Regions from separate parts of the Pan troglodytes genome. Here region 2 is linked to region 1. The links are chromatin contacts, called in public Hi-C maps. All regions are on one chromosome and are shown on one strand. The core of a region is the stretch at or near the end of the contact, and the rest is flanking DNA. Distances in the headings are between cores, read along the strand shown. Region 1 holds the start of FBXW5 (F-box and WD repeat domain containing 5). Region 2 holds the start of TMEM141 (transmembrane protein 141).

What was found. Hi-C and Micro-C count contacts between places; a contact is called where the count stands out from the background.
Region 2: a Hi-C map of stem cell-derived neural progenitor cells shows a contact between it and region 1, with 5 times the contacts expected there. The contact joins the promoter of TMEM141 here to the promoter of FBXW5 in region 1. A contact is called at or near these places in 1 of 7 Hi-C or Micro-C datasets (stem cell-derived neural progenitor cells) and 1 of 1 datasets of contacts at active chromatin or transcription factors (stem cell-derived excitatory neurons).

Annotation. Positions count from the first base shown.
Region 1 is chr11:1,511,420-1,514,325 of NHGRI_mPanTro3-v2.0_pri, forward strand. It overlaps FBXW5 (F-box and WD repeat domain containing 5), which reads left to right and starts at 1,325. Exons shown (of 9, transcript XM_016962200.3): 1 at 1,325-1,469; 2 at 1,957-2,172; 3 at 2,560-2,717. The coding sequence starts at 1,980. C8G (complement C8 gamma chain) reads right to left here and starts at 860. Exons shown (of 7, transcript XM_016962201.3): 1 at 582-860; 2 at 201-337; 3 at 1-42. The coding sequence starts at 719.
Region 2 is chr11:1,664,922-1,667,752 of NHGRI_mPanTro3-v2.0_pri, forward strand. TMEM141 (transmembrane protein 141) reads right to left here and starts at 1,420. Exons shown (of 5, transcript XM_001162853.7): 1 at 1,278-1,420; 2 at 925-991; 3 at 672-755; 4 at 344-451. The coding sequence starts at 1,331.

The DNA.
Region 1 (2,906 bases), core at 75-2,574:
GTGTCTCCATAGAGCTGGCGCACCTGCCAGCAGATCCCATCCCTGGGGGGGCGGGGAGGAGGCACCACAGGCTGGGAGACCCCATCCAGGAATCGTAGTCCAGGCCACAGCCGGGGTGGGGTCAGGGGCCAGAGCAGGGCTGAAGTCTGGGGGCTGAGAGGAGGGTTGGGGTTAGGGTGCAGGGCTGCTCTGGGACTCACAGCTTTCGGAAGGTACTGACAGCCATGGCTGTGCCCTGGGGAGCCACATGCAGTGTGGTGGCCTCGGCCCGGTGGCCCTGCTCCTGCAGGAAACGGCAAGCGGAGCCCACAGCCACAAGGAGCCAGGTCCCTGCAAACTGGGGGCAGACCATGGGAGAACTCGAGGGCACTGTGGGAGGGCCCCTCACCTGCTTCCCTCTACACCCCCCACAACTTCACCTGCTTCCCTCTCCCCCCCCAACAACTTCTACCTGTCTCCCTCTACCCCTCCCACAACTTCACCCTCTCCCCCCTGACACACAACTTCTACCTGCCTCCCTCTACCCTCCTCCCCCGGCCCAAAAACTTCACGTTCCTCCCTCTACCCCCCACAACTTCTACCTGCTGAGCATCAAAATTGGCCTTGGGCTGGATGGTGCTGATGGGGGATGCGGGCCGGCGTGGCCTCTGAGGCCTCTGGCCCAGCGAGCCAGCTGCCAGGAGCAGAGTCAAGAGGGTCACAGTCCCAGGGGGCAGCATGGTGGCGGCGGCAGGGTGGCAGGACTGTGGGAGGCCAAGGGTAGCACCACCAAGTCCCAGGACAGAGTCTACTCTGCTGTCACAGAGCCCAGCCCAGGAAGTCCATGTCCATCCGTTGCCTCCCCAACCCCAGCCCTGGGCCAGCCCCACCCCCCACCTCCAGCCTCCTCGTGAGCCTAGCTTCGATCTGCACTTCCTGGCAGGGCCCTGGCACCATGTCCCACGTACAAAGTCCGAGTTGACCTCTGGCTGTTTATCCATTTCTCCTGCACCCCTGATTTCCACTGACAGTCCTTAGCCCTTTACACGTTATCTTCCTTAAACCATCACCCAGTGGTCTTATCTCCATGGCCAACGTCACGGGGTTCACGAAGCCACTTGCTCAGGGCCCGGCAACAGGGAGCGCCGGAGGCGGGTCCCGAACCAGCGGTCGTTGAGCCTCGCCTGCAACCCCGCCCACGACCGCCGCCCGCTGGCCACAAGGGGCGCTGTTTCTAACGCGCCCGAGTGCGCGCAGGCGCACAAAGAAAAGCCGGCCAGGCCGCCGGAGCCCAAGGCGCAGGCGCACGAGGGGCGGATGCGGGCTACCCGCGCGCTCTGCCTTCCTCGGCCATCGATGCCTCGGGGCTCGTGGCGTCGAGCCTGGCGGGCTCCCCGTTGGGCGGGGGCGGCGGTCCGAGCGGCTGCTGCAGCGGAAGCGGGTCCGGGTCGCGCAGGGCGGGGGCGGCGCAGCGGGCGGAGGCGGCCGTGGTGAGTGCGCCTGCGGCCCTCGGGGGTCCCGCCTCGTCGGCCCCGCCCGCCTTGGGCGAGTGCAGGAGCCCCGAGGCCGCCCGTGCGCTCGTCCCCGCCGTCCGCCCCGAGCCCGCCGGGCAGAGCTTCTCCAGGGCCGCAGGGCGGAGGCCACTGCCTGGCCGCCCCGAGCTTCCTCTCGGTGGAAGCCCGTCCCCGGACGGCGCCTGGTGTCCCCGTGCTTCGCGTGCGGCGGTCCGGGCCCTGGCGGGCTGAGGGGCGCCCGCTGCCGGCCGCAGGAGGCCGGGGGATGACGCGGCGGAGAGGGGCCGGCCCGGCCCGCCCGGAGCTGCCGGGTCCTTGGTTGGGCGGCGGTGCCCGGGCGTCCCCTGCAGACACGCAGCCCCGTGGAACTCCCGGCGGGACGGTTGGGGCTGGAGGAACAGGACGCCTGCTCTCGGCCTCCCTTCCCGGGCCTGGGCTGAGGGCAGCCGTTGGTGGGTTTCAGGGCCGCCTGGGCAGAATGTCACGATGGACGAGGGCGGCACGCCCCTGCTCCCCGACAGCCTGGTCTACCAGATCTTCCTGAGCCTGGGCCCGGCCGACGTGCTGGCCGCCGGGCTGGTGTGCCGCCAATGGCAGGCCGTGTCGCGGGACGAGTTCCTGTGGAGGGAGCAGTTCTACCGCTACTACCAGGTGGCCCGCGACGTGCCCCGACACCCAGGTCAGTGGCGTGTGGGGCGCCTACCCACGTTCTGCAGCCAGGGCCCCGGGCCCCTGCGCTTGGGGGTCAGCCTGGCTGGGGACCCGCCCCGCGGCCCCGAGTGTGCATGCTCACACCCTCACACCCTGATGGAGGCCTGTCCGGACACAGCACAGGCGCCCCTCAGAGCTTGGAGGCCAGAGGGTTCACTAGGTCACTTGGGGGGTGGGGGGTACAGGGGTCTCTGTGAGCTACAGGGTTGAATCCCCCAGCCGAGGCCTATGCCATGACTAGTGGGTTCCAGGGGCACCACGGGGCCTGCCAGGACTGCTGGGGCCACACTCAGCTCATGGCCGTAACTGCGAGGAGGAAGGCCCGGGCCCAGGACTGACAACTGCCCACCCGCAGCGGCCATGTCCTGGTACGAGGAGTTCCAGCGGCTGTATGACACGGTGCCCTGCGTGGAGGTGCAGACGCTGCGGGAACACACAGACCAGGTCCTGCACCTCAGCTTCTCCCATTCCGGGTACCAGTTCGCGTCCTGCTCCAAGGACTGCACTGTGAAGGTGAGGACCGCCAGGTGTCCTGCACACCCCACCCAGCTCTGCCGCAGCACGGAGGTCCCAGGACCCAGGCGTTCCAACCAGGTGGTGGTGGGGGGGGTGGGTCAGGCCAGAGGTGACACAGCAGCCTCCCTGCATCCAGCGGAGGGACCACAGAGGATCAGGAGCGGTGCAGGGTGGCCCTGAGTGCTG
Region 2 (2,831 bases), core at 170-2,669, 150 kb after region 1:
CAGGCCTGGGTCCAATGCGGGGCTTCTCAGTCCAGCCTCACTCCTCTTGGGTGCCCACGTGGTTGCTGTGGCCTTGCCACACCCTTCACTCTGTACCCTTCCTCTCAATCTCAGGGGCACCCCAGCCCCTCTTGGTTCTTTCTCCTCAAAGGGAGCTCTCCAAGATCTGTCTACTGCGCCCACCCCCAGCTCCAACCCATCTGGGAGTCACATGCTGAGGAGGCTGGGCCAGAGGGAGGGACCTTGTCTAGGCTATCGCATGGTGCACCCAGGCTTGGCTGCCCAAAACTCTGGGTGCTGGAGCTGTGGCATTCACTTCTCGCTAACCCCCAGGCTCTCTCACCTGTGCTCCTGTCTTTGGGGAGCTGCCCGGTCTCCAGGAAGAGCCAGAGGTTGTTGCATTTCTCCGACTCCACTCTCGTCACCCCGTAGCTGACCACAGAGCCTGCAACTGTGGAGCAGGAAATGGAAGAGGGCTGGGGCCTCTGTGCTTCCCAGGCTAAGAGAACCGGGCACAGGCTACTTCCTGACAGACGTGGTGGGTGGGCTCAGGTGGGGCTCCCGCCGAGACCTGGGGCTCCACGTCAGAGTCAGGGACGCAGAACCACAGCCCCAACCCTAGCAGAAACCCACCCCTCAAAGAGCCCAGGCAGGGGCCCTGGAGTACCCACCCACGGCCACTAGGAGGCTCCACTGCAAAGGGTATGGAAACTTCCTCTGAATGAACATCTGCAAGCCAAAGGCCATGCCAGTGCCTGCAAAGAGCCGAGGTCCCCATCAACCTGTACCCGGGGATGGCCAGGGCCCACCTTGCCAGGCCCCCAGCACCTGCGGGCAGGTGACTTGGCGCCCCCTGCTGGGGAGCCAGGGCAGGGCAGGAGGGTGCGTTCTCTCCCAGCCGCAGGACACCTGGACGCAGCCTACCTGTGATGAAGGTGAAAACGCCCTTCATGAAGGCGTGTGACTGGCATGCGGCATACTCCCCGAGTCCCTGGGGTGGCAGAGGCGGGTGAAGGCTCGATCCCCTGCCCTCTTCCTTCACCGCCTCTCCTGTCCCTCCTCTGGGCACACCCTGGCTGTGGAGGAGTGAGACCCTGGGCACTTGGACACGTCCCACCTCCCCGATGCCAACCCGGACGCCCTGAGCCCCTTAGCAAGAGAGTGCCCCCAGCCTCCGCCACTCTTCCCTGACGAAGGCACCCCCACGCCCCAGCCCCCCGTCTCGCTCAGGTCAGCTTGTGGGGTCTGAGGCCCGCGTCCCAGACCGGCCTTCTCACCGGGTGCTTGGCAGCCACGGCGTCGTCCACCCGGGACAGACCCAAATTCACCATGGTTGGCAGGGCTCGGGGAGCGGGCCTGCGCAGGCGCAGGCGGAAGGGCGGGGCGGGAACCTGGGGGTGTGGCCTAGAGGACAGGCCTGCGCAGTTGCGGGCGGAGGAGTGGGGCCCGGATCTGGGGGCGAGGCCTAGGGACGGGCGCGCGCTGGAACAGGCGGAGGGGGCGGGGCCTAGGAGACGGGGCCTGAGGGCGGGGCCTGAGGGACGGGACTTTGGAGACGCGACCTGGGGGCGGGGCCTGAGAGACAGGACCGGGGAGCGGGCCTGCGCAGGCGGAGGTGTCGGGTTCTAAGAGGCGGGGCCTGCCAGGTGCAGGCGGAGGGGCCAGGGCCTTGGATTGGGGGCGGAGCATGGATCGAGCCTGCTAGAGCGCAGGGGAGAGGGGTGGGGCCTGGGGCCTGGCCACGCCTCTAGGAGCTTGGGCCCTGTGACCTCCGGCGACGACTGGGCGGGGCGAAGGCGGGCACCGGGCGGGGCGTGGCTGAGAGCGTGCGCTCCTCCCCCCGGCCGGGCCTCATTCCCACACTTGCAGAGGCCTAATGATTGTCAAGAGTTATTTTGCTTGAGGACTACAATCAGGGATTGAATTTCTCATAAGCCACCACGGAGTGGGGATGTATAAAATTACTGTTTAGCAAAGTGGTTCTGTAACCAGCAGCTTAGTAGCTGAGCCTCAAACTCCTTTTGTTTTGCATGACAAAGAGTCTTTACTTTTAAATAATTATCGATACACCAAGTAATAACATGCACAAGTTCTTGAATTCTATCATCTAGTAATTTTGATTAAGAGAAACTAAAATCAGCCCAAACAATTCCACTAGTATTCACTGGTGTAACCATTAGCAAGAACGGACGACTTCAAGTCAGGCTGCTGCTTCACACAGGTTACAAATAACTATTTACTACTTTTTCATCGATAAAGTCCTTGATCTTCAAGAAAGTGCTAGGGGAAAAAATTAACCCCTTCCTTTCTTCAAAGAATTATTATGTGGTTTTTTTTTTAACTAGATCAAAGAAAGAAAAAGTCAACACTGATACACGTGTTGCTTGAGCCAAAAGGCATGGGAAAAAAGACAACATATAACCATTAAATTCCTAAGAAATATGAGGTAAAAAGATGAAATCTTGGCCAGGCGCGGTGGCTTACGCCTGTAATCCCAGCACTTTGGGAGGCCGAGGCGGGTGGATCACAAGGTCAGGAGTTAAATACTAGCCTGGCCAAGATGGTGAAACCCCGTCTCTACTAAAAATACGAAAATTAGCCGGGCGTGGTGGCAGGTGCCTATAATCCCAGGTACTGGGGAGGCTGAGGCAGGAGAATCACTTGAACCTGGGAGGCGGAGGTTGCAGGGAGCCAAGATCGTGCCACTGCACTCCAACCTGGGCGACAGAGTGAGACTCTGTTTCAAAAAAAAAAAAAAAAAAAAAAAAGGCTGAAGTCTTTAGATAATTTCTAAGTCTGTACAAAAAAGCTAGATTTGCTACTCTCCAAAA